3 separate regions of the Sus scrofa genome follow, and all the other regions are linked to region 3. The links are chromatin contacts, called in public Hi-C and HiChIP or PLAC-seq maps. All regions are on one chromosome and are shown on one strand. The core of a region is the stretch at or near the end of the contact, and the rest is flanking DNA. Distances in the headings are between cores, read along the strand shown.

Evidence for each region. A called contact is a pair of places that touch in the nucleus more often than the background predicts. HiChIP or PLAC-seq counts read pairs in DNA pulled down with a chosen protein or histone mark.
Region 1: a contact with region 3 is called in a Hi-C map of skeletal muscle, with 2.4 times the contacts expected there. The contact joins the promoter of MGAT4B here to the promoter of MRNIP in region 3. A contact is called at or near these places in 3 of 5 promoter capture datasets (fetal liver, liver and skeletal muscle), 22 of 47 Hi-C or Micro-C datasets (adipose tissue, blood, embryonic fibroblasts and 11 more) and 2 of 2 datasets of contacts at active chromatin or transcription factors (alveolar macrophages and skeletal muscle).
Region 2: a contact with region 3 is called in an H3K27ac HiChIP or PLAC-seq map of alveolar macrophages. The contact joins the promoter of TBC1D9B here to the promoter of MRNIP in region 3. A contact is called at or near these places in 2 of 47 Hi-C or Micro-C datasets (embryonic fibroblasts and epiblast stem cells) and 1 of 2 datasets of contacts at active chromatin or transcription factors (alveolar macrophages).

What each region holds. Positions count from the first base shown.
Region 1 is chr2:78,782,381-78,785,080 of Sscrofa11.1, reverse strand. MGAT4B (alpha-1,3-mannosyl-glycoprotein 4-beta-N-acetylglucosaminyltransferase B) reads right to left here and starts at 1,306. Exons shown (of 15, transcript XM_003123649.4): 1 at 906-1,306. The coding sequence starts at 1,002. LOC106507307 (a long non-coding RNA gene) reads left to right here and starts at 1,300. Exons shown (of 3, transcript XR_002341724.1): 1 at 1,300-1,486; 2 at 2,185-2,265.
Region 2 is chr2:78,674,459-78,677,192 of Sscrofa11.1, reverse strand. It overlaps TBC1D9B (TBC1 domain family member 9B), which reads right to left and starts at 1,326. Exons shown (of 22, transcript XM_003123648.4): 1 at 1,103-1,326. The coding sequence starts at 1,220.
Region 3 is chr2:78,729,071-78,732,017 of Sscrofa11.1, reverse strand. It overlaps MRNIP (MRN complex-interacting protein), which reads right to left and starts at 1,407. Exons shown (of 6, transcript XM_013987518.2): 1 at 1,195-1,407. The coding sequence starts at 1,260.

The DNA.
Region 1 (2,700 bases), core at 57-2,556, 53 kb before region 3:
TCTTGAAAAGGGATAAGTATTGAGATTAAAGTTTCATCATAGCAGGAATGTTACCAAGTTTAAATAGTTGTAGATAAAGAGAATTGTATTACTTAATATTCCTAGCATAAAACTGATCAATTCCATTCCATGGTCACACTTTCAGTGCCCAGGTACAGCAGAAAGTAGCCAAAAAGATCGCTGCCCCCTTTTCCATGGACATTGACACTGAGGAGTTGTAAGCAGTCCTTCGTGAGTGACCTTTAGTGGCCAGCATTGTAGGGGGCCCTTCCCCCATGCAAGTGACAGCTAGTGAGAGACCCTTGGCTCCCCCCCCCCCGCTTCTCAGTATAAAAGGAGCCTGAATTGGGACTGAGGCAAGATGGTTTTCTAAAACACTAGTCTGCCATCTTCTTGGTCTGCTAGCTTTCAGATTAAAGTCACTATTCCTTGCCCCAACAACTCATCTCTGGAATGTACTGGCTTGTCGTTGGGAAGGCAGAGCGGACTTGGGTTTGGTATCATCAGGAACAGTGTACCCAGGTGCCTGGAGCTGGTACCCTGGGAACCCTCTGGCACAGCACAGCCACCTCTGTGACCTTGTGTCTCTGTCCCTCTGTGAGAACTCTGAAGTCCCCAGCATGGCAGAACTGTACTCACGGAGGCCGGTTCGGAGCGTGCCCTGGGCGCCCACTATCTGCTCACCCGCGCGGCCCAGCCCAGGCCGCAGGAGAATTTCTTTATTCCAGCAGCAAACAAGTGGGGGCGAGGATGGGAGGGGCGTCCTCCCCCGCCGCTCGGGCGAGGAAGGGGCGCCTGCGTCCGCTTCCGGCCGCTTCGCGGGCGGATGCCCGCACCCTGCTCCGGACGCCGGCTCCCAGGTGTGGATGGGGCACCGGGCGGGCGGCGGCGGAGGAGGGGCTCACCTTTCTGGCCGCTGAGCGCCGCGTACCAGGAGAGGGAGAGGAAGGCGCACAGGCAGAAGAGCAGCAGCGTCAGGAAGGTGCCATTGCGGAGCCTCATCTCCTCGGGTGCGCGGTGGGCGCCGGCGGGGCCGAGGCCGCATGGCCCGGGGGACCGGGGCCGGGGCGCGGGGACCAGGAGGCTGCGGGGGCCCCGGCCCCGGGGCGGGGACGGGCTGGGAGCCCGGGGCCGGGCGGGGATGCAGGCGGGCCTGCCGGGGTGGACACCTGACCGGTCGCGGAAGTAACCGCTACTCCCGGGTGCGGGGAGCAGACGGCCTCGGCTTGGCGCCTGGGCCGGGATGGGCTAAGCTGCGCGGCAAGAGCCGCGGCCCGGCCTGGATCCGGGGCCGCCGCCGAGTGGCTGCGAAGGGCGGGGCGGCCGGGATTTAAAGGGGCCGCATCACAGGCTGCCACCACCAGCACCGCGAGGGGGCGGGGTGGGACCAACACCGGGATTCCGCCCTCCGCCAGGCTCGGGACAGTGGCTGCTGCGTGGACTCACGCGGTCCCAGACTTGGGGCTGCCCTGGGCTCAGGCCTCAGGTAGGTTGAGGCCGTGGCCTTCAGGCAGGTCGCTTTGGGTGGAGGCGTCGTGCGTGGACCTCTGACCCCTTTTCAGTAACATTTCCATTATGAACAACCCCCACCCAGGTCCGGAGCCCACTCAGGTTAACTCTGGGAACTTCAGGCCCCTCCCCTAGGTCTAAGGGAGTCTAGGAAGTGGGAGGGGAGTAATAGGGAAGAACAAATCTGACTCCATATTAGATCTGTTCCTGTTATTTTAACCTTTGTGCTTTGTTGCCTGTGCTTAGTCATGCTCTGCACCTTTTTTGTTTTAAAAACAATCTTGTCTATACCTATGTCTATGTGGACAGCTATGAAAACAAATTATCAGGCACAGAGAAATTTGCAACAACCACGTCCCTCCCTCATCTTGCCTTTACAAGGGCTTTGCTGAAAGCCTGCAGGGAGTTTGTGGCTTTTTAAAGCACAAGCAACCCATTTCCTTGCATGGCACTGCAGTAAACCTTTCTGTGCTCCAAATCCTGACTTTCGGTGTTGTTTGGCTTTGGTGTGCACTGAGCACACGGACTTGGTAACAATTATGGCAGCCCAGGTGGGACACTGTGCCCAGCAGATTGACACCTGCTGGGGCAGCCCCTTACCTGAGTTCCCAGCAGCTGCCCAGAGCTCATTTTGCTCTGGGGAAGAGGTGTGTGTGTGTGTCTCTCGCCCTGCAGGCACCAGCCACCCCAGGGCAGGATGCTGTTTAAAGCTAAGAAATGTCCAGAGCTGTGTTCCACATTCAGTGTTGATTGGGGGTAAGTCGCTCCAGCTTGCTGAGGCTGGGAACTCTCTCCATTCCATTTGGGCTGCTTCCCTTGTGGGAAGTGAGTCACTTTGGGTCCGTTCTCTTTTGAGATCTGGGCCAATCTGTTTGGACGTGTCTTCTGTCTGGGAATGGAAGTGGAATTTTAGACTACCCCGTCTCTGATTTTCTGTCTTATATGTTATTTGTAATTGTGTGTGTGTGTTGTTTTGGGGTGAGCCACTCCAGTTTGTGCCTTTGTTTGTGGGACTGTAAGTTTGTTGTTTGTATGTGTATCAGTATGCATTGGTCCATAGAGACATTTTTGATAACAGGTATCCTTGCCTATTGCGCTGGGTTTTGCTTATGGCAGAGTAGTGGTTGGGATTTTCCCTTTGCAATGGACGAGAACCTCCCTTTTTGGTGCTAGGGAACTGTGATCCTGAGA
Region 2 (2,734 bases), core at 77-2,576, 55 kb after region 3:
TGAGAATGGTACAGTCTCTTCCACATCAGGAGATGTGACTGGGGAGGCAGGGGAAGAGGTCTCCCGTGGGAGGCCTCTGTCTGCATGTGGCAGGACTGTATTAGTTGTTAACGTTTAAAATTAGGACATTTCAAAGAAAATTCTCTTGATAATTGGAAGACCTGGCAACACTGGGCCTGAGGTCCTGAATGGCAACAGTAGGCCACTGGAGGACTGCAGGCACTGGTCTGGCCCTAAGACTGACCCAGTTCTGCCCGAGCAGTGCGTCGGGGCAGGTCCTGGAGCGTGAGGGACTTGGGACAACACCTGTAGAGGGAACCCACACGTGGACATCCTCTGCCACACACCCCAGAAGGTGCCTGTCTGGTCCAGTCCTGGGTGGTGTCCAGACGGGCAGAGGCACCTTGGCTAGTTCTCCAGAACACAAAGACTGGTAATGTGGCTAAGTCTCGGTCTGCAGCCCCATCACACCAAGAAGCAGGAAAGGTGGGTGAGAAGCTGGAGGGATGGGGGCCCAAACCCAGGAGCAGCTCGGAGGAACTCTGATTTTGCTAAAAAGGTAATTCTTTGGTGAACTGGGAATGAAGGAGGCCAAAGGAAACGAATGCTTGTGTCACTTGCCCCCTCCGAGGCACTTAGGGAAACTGAGGCAGAGGACAGGAAGATCTTTCGGACTTCCAGCTGGGAAATCCCATTCCAGGAAGCTGCACACGCCTCCGCTAAGCTCCGGGAAGCTCACAGGCAGCCGATGGGCAGAGGCCGCCGCCAGCCTTCTCCCGGCAGCCCTGGCTGACGGAGGTCTCCCCACTAGCCATCTAAATCAAGTGCATCTGTCTGGCTGAACCTCCGACCCGGTCCTCACCTCGCGCCACCGCGCCCGGTCCCTGCGTCCCACCCCCGGTGCGCATTCCCACCTCCCGCCCCCACTGGGGCCGGGCCTCGCGTCCCCAGGCCCCGCAGCGCGCGCTGACCTGCGCGTCCGCAGGGACGCGCCGAGGCCCGGCCTGTCCCGGGGGTGTTGCCCCGTTCCCCGCCGCCCGGCGCGCCCTCCTCGCCCGGATCGCGGCGGCGCTCACAGGCCCGGCCGCGGCGCGCCTCTCACCCGTGAGCCCGCCGCCCTTGCCGTGGCCCCGGCGCCGCTGCAGCACAAAGAAGGGGTTGGCCCGCTCCGTCACCCACAGCGCGTTGGCCACCAGCACCTCCTCCGGGCCCAGCCACATCGTGCGACCGCTCGCACAGGGCCGAGGCCGGCCAGGCGGAAGAGCCGCCACCGACGCCGCGCAGAGCTTTGCGGGCCGGGCGGGGCGGGGCGGGGCGAGCGGGCGGCGCCCCCTGGCGGCCGCGGGAACCAACAGGACCTCCGCGCTCTCTGGGCGCTCAGCTCTCCCTTTCCGGCCGGCCCCGCCCACTCCCCCCCCGGCCTCCGGCCACAGGGTTACTTAACCCGCTGTGTCCGTCTACCACTCTTTCTCCCCACAGGCCCCAGTGCTCAGTTCACTCCCCGGGCCTTGGGACTTTGGTCAGATTGTCTGAGTTCACAGTGCGCAGACAGCAGGGCTCCCGGCGTTCTGTAAAAACGCATACAGGGTTTAAGAGGAAAATGTAAGGAAATAACATTTAGAAATACATTTTTGGCTGATTGTGCAGGGCAACCCAGTGTGTGTTAACATTGGAAAAAGCGGCTGGAAAAGGGTTAGTTGATTGTGGTAACTCAGAATGTTGACACTTGGGCCTGCAACGAATTGAACCTGGGGAAGCCCTGAGGCTGAAAGGGTCCTCAGAAACCAGTGCAGTCCCCTCACTTGTTGGATGGGGTCAATGAGGCTGGAGTAGGAGGCAGGGCCTGGCCTGGGACCGGCGGAGGTTTCTGCACTGGCGTGTGATGAGACCACAGAGCTGGCCGGGGATGTGGATTCCTGCTCTCCCAGTGCTGGCCTGTAGGGGTCGACCCCTCCCAGGCCAAACCTTGACCCTTTTGAGTGCACGCTGTTAACTCCTTCTGGGGCAATAGGTGTGAATCCACAAAGTCCAGAATTTGGATGCAGGATCACCCTGCTGGCCTGAGGCCTCCAGAATCCGAAAGGGGGCTCTTTAGAATCATCCCAGAGGCTTAATATGGTTTTTGAATTGGGTTTCTGTCACTGGCATTCAGGAATCTAATATGATAGATGTAGGTATAAATAGGTGGTTTCATGATTGACAGCCAGAATGATTTAAAAGTCTTTTGAGATATTGCTTGAGACTTTGAATCAACTTCCAAGATGCAGAGGCTGGTTTTAAGACCTTGGAAGTTTAAACTAATAATGTGGCACTGGGGTCTCTGGGGAGTAATCTACCCTCAAGAATTTGAAAGTACAGTTTACCCTTGAATAATCTGGGTTTGAATTGCTCTGGACCATTTATATTCCCACTTTTTTCAATAGTAAATACTACAGTACTGTGTGATCAGTGGTTGGTTGAATCCTCAGATACAGAACTGTACATATAGAGGTAACTTGGATTGGGAAAGACAACTAAATTATACTCAATTTTTGACTTGGAAGAGAATAGGTGCCCCTAACCGGAGTTGTTCACAGGTCAACTGTGCTTGTTAACACCCTGAGGTGAGGTAAAGGGCTATTTTGTTCCTGGATTCCACTGGCTCTCAAACTTCAACATGCATCAGAATAAGCGGCAGGGCTTGTTAAAACATAGATTGCTCAGAGTATTTGCATGTCTAACGAGTTCCTAGGTA
Region 3 (2,947 bases), core at 158-2,657:
AACTTGTAATTAAACTGTCGACCCCCCCTTTTCCCACTTGGTTTCAAATCACTTCAGAGTTGAAAATCACCATGAGAACACGCACTGTATTATATATGTGTAATAATTTAAAAGTGAAAATGACTCCCATTTATTCTCAACTTCTAGAACTGAAAAATGAAATAAGTAAAAAGTCTCTGAGTTCCCTAAAACGGCCCTTACAAAGTCACAGCAAACTTAATAGGTACATACTCAGAGCTTTACTGACTTTATTTATTTATTTATTTCTTGGTCTTTTTAGGGCTGAACCTGTGGTATATGGAGGTTCCCAGGCTAGGGGTCGAATGGGAGTATCAGCTGCCAGCCTATGCCACTGGCCACAGCAACGCCAGATCCCAACTATGTCTGCGAACTACACCGCAGCGGATTGAAATGTTGGATCCTTACCCCACTGATGGAGGCCTGGGATCGAACCCACGTCCTCATAGATACTAGTTGGGTTACCACTGAGCCACGACGGGGAACCCCCACGCATTACTGACTTTTAAACAAATATTTTGTACGTAGTCTGATGCTATCCTTTTTCAGGGCACAGAGCAGCAGATAACTAGGAGGAGAAGGGGACTACCACAGCCGATACACTGACAAGCGTGACAGCATCAAGCAGGGAGAGACAGAACACGATCCAAGAAAGAACAAGTGACATCCCCTATCTTAGGTTTTCAATCAGGGAAGCAATGCATTTTACAAACTTCGATTATCCCTCACCACATAGATAGAGACGAGGGCAAAGGGAAAGAATGCCAGCAGGGGTAAATACAATAAAATTCCCTTTATTTAAATTAGGAAAGGGCCACTTTGGGTGCTAGGCTCTGCATAAAGGAGGCTAGCTTCTATCTGTAACCAGGTGTGCCCTGCTAAAGCTCATGAGGCCGCCTCCGCAGAAAACTTTACGACTGGTTTCTGCCAATTTTTACAAGCCAGCAAAACCCGAAAAAAAACCCAGAACATTATGGAGAAGGGACATCCCTAAAATCTAGTTCTCAGGACAGACGCTGTCACAGGTCACGACCCCAGGCACAACCCGCAAGCGCCCGAGACAATGCCCATGCCTGGGGACAGGGCGCGGGGAAGACGTCCAGCCCCCCGCGGCCCCACCTCATCCTGCCCGCTGTCCCCGACCTCGGAGGAGCGGGAGGCTGGAGCCCATCCCACCTGGTGCGCCTGGAAAAGCAGGCAGTGGCAGCATCGCAAAACCCGAGCCTGCTGTGGAGGCGCCATGGCGACTGCTGGCCGGCGCGCGCGCTCTGTCCGCCTGTCCGCCCTGGCTCCGCCCACTTCTTGCGCCCGGGCCCCTCCAGCCTCAGGCTCCGCCCCTTTATGCGCTCCCGCCCTGCGTTTCCCGCCCACACTGCTCTGCCCGGTTCTGCGGCCTTGGGCTTCTCTACCCCCAGGTGTTTCTCCACGTTCGGGTTGGTCCGCAGTCGACTTCAGGCTACTGGGGTCTTCTCTCTGCTACCCAGTCAGGCGTTGTTTGGAGTTTGCGTCAGTCAGGTCCACCGGTTCTCGTGAGCCAGTTCCCAGCTTTATTTAAAGGAGCGTTTTAAAGTTGCAAGGTTGGGGGAGTTCCTGTTGAGACGCAGCGGAAACGAATCCGACTAGTTCGTGGGTTGGGGTTCGATCCCTGGCCTCGCCCAGGAGGTTGGGCATCCGGCATTGCTGTGGCTGTGGTGTAGGCCAGCAGTTCGGGTACAGCAGCTCGCTAGTACTCCAGTAGGTGTAGCTCAGATTAGACCCCTAGCCTGGGAACTTCCATATGTCGCAGGTGTGGCCCTAAGAAAACCGGAAAAAAAAAAAGTTGCAACGTTGGGGTCTCTAGCTGCCGCTCCAGGTCGGCCCTTTGTTGGCACCGTTTCTTCTGCTTCTCTTAGCCTGAGAGAGGGAGCTGGAGGGTGCCGCCCTACTCCAGCTCACTTCTTGGGGCCAAAGTTGGGATATGCAGGACCGCTGGTCAGAGGTGGTCCAGTTAAACTTTGAGCTGCAGCACCAAGAATCCTGGGAAAATAAACAGTTCACCAGACCTATGCTTCTCAGAGAGGGAACCGGAGACGCCTGGCGGTTGAAAATGAAATCAGTCTTCTGACACCTGGCGGTTGAAAATGAAATCAGTCCCCCGTTACCGTCCAGGGTTCTTGGATTCCTTACTCAGTAGAAATTGATAAAGAGGCCAGATAAGAAATTCAGACAAGGCGTTATTGGGACTCATGCTGCGGCAAGGGGGAGTGAAAACAATAACGGATTCCTTTGCTTACTTCTGGGGTATTGGTGCTCAGCGTGGGATCTGGTTGCCTAAGTGACCTGAGGGTAAGGACAGGTCCAGCAGTCAAGCTGGCAGGGTGGCTTGGGTGGTCTGTCCACCCCCCTAGTGGTGCAGTGGGCAGGGATTATGCACAATACTCTGCTTTTGCTCCCCACCCCTCAGGAGTGAAAGCTGAGTTTTTGGTCTTTTTCTTGTGTCTTGTTCATAATTTGCCCCAACTGTGTATGCACACAGCTATTTTTAGTCCCTTAGAGTTTCTTTGTATTTTGTTGCTGGAGGAGAGGTTTGTCCAGGTGCAAGTACTACCCCAAAGGGGCCCAGGTCCCAGGCTGTCTCACTTCCTGCAGCCCTGAGAAAGCTCTGCTCTGAAAGGTGGAGGCCAAGTCCTGCTCTGGGCAGGGAGGAACAGCTCACCCCTCATGTCCCAACTTCAATGGGACCCCAATGCCAACCTGCCTAGACATTCACACATGCCTGACAACATAACTCATCTTGTTAAAAGAAAATTAAAAATGCCCAAGTCTGGAGTTCCTGTCCTGGTGAAGCGGAAACAAATCTGATTAGGAACCATGAGCTTGCGGGTTTGATCCCTGGCCTTGCTCAGTGGGTTCAGGATCCAGCGTTGCTGTGAGCTATGGTGTAAGTCGC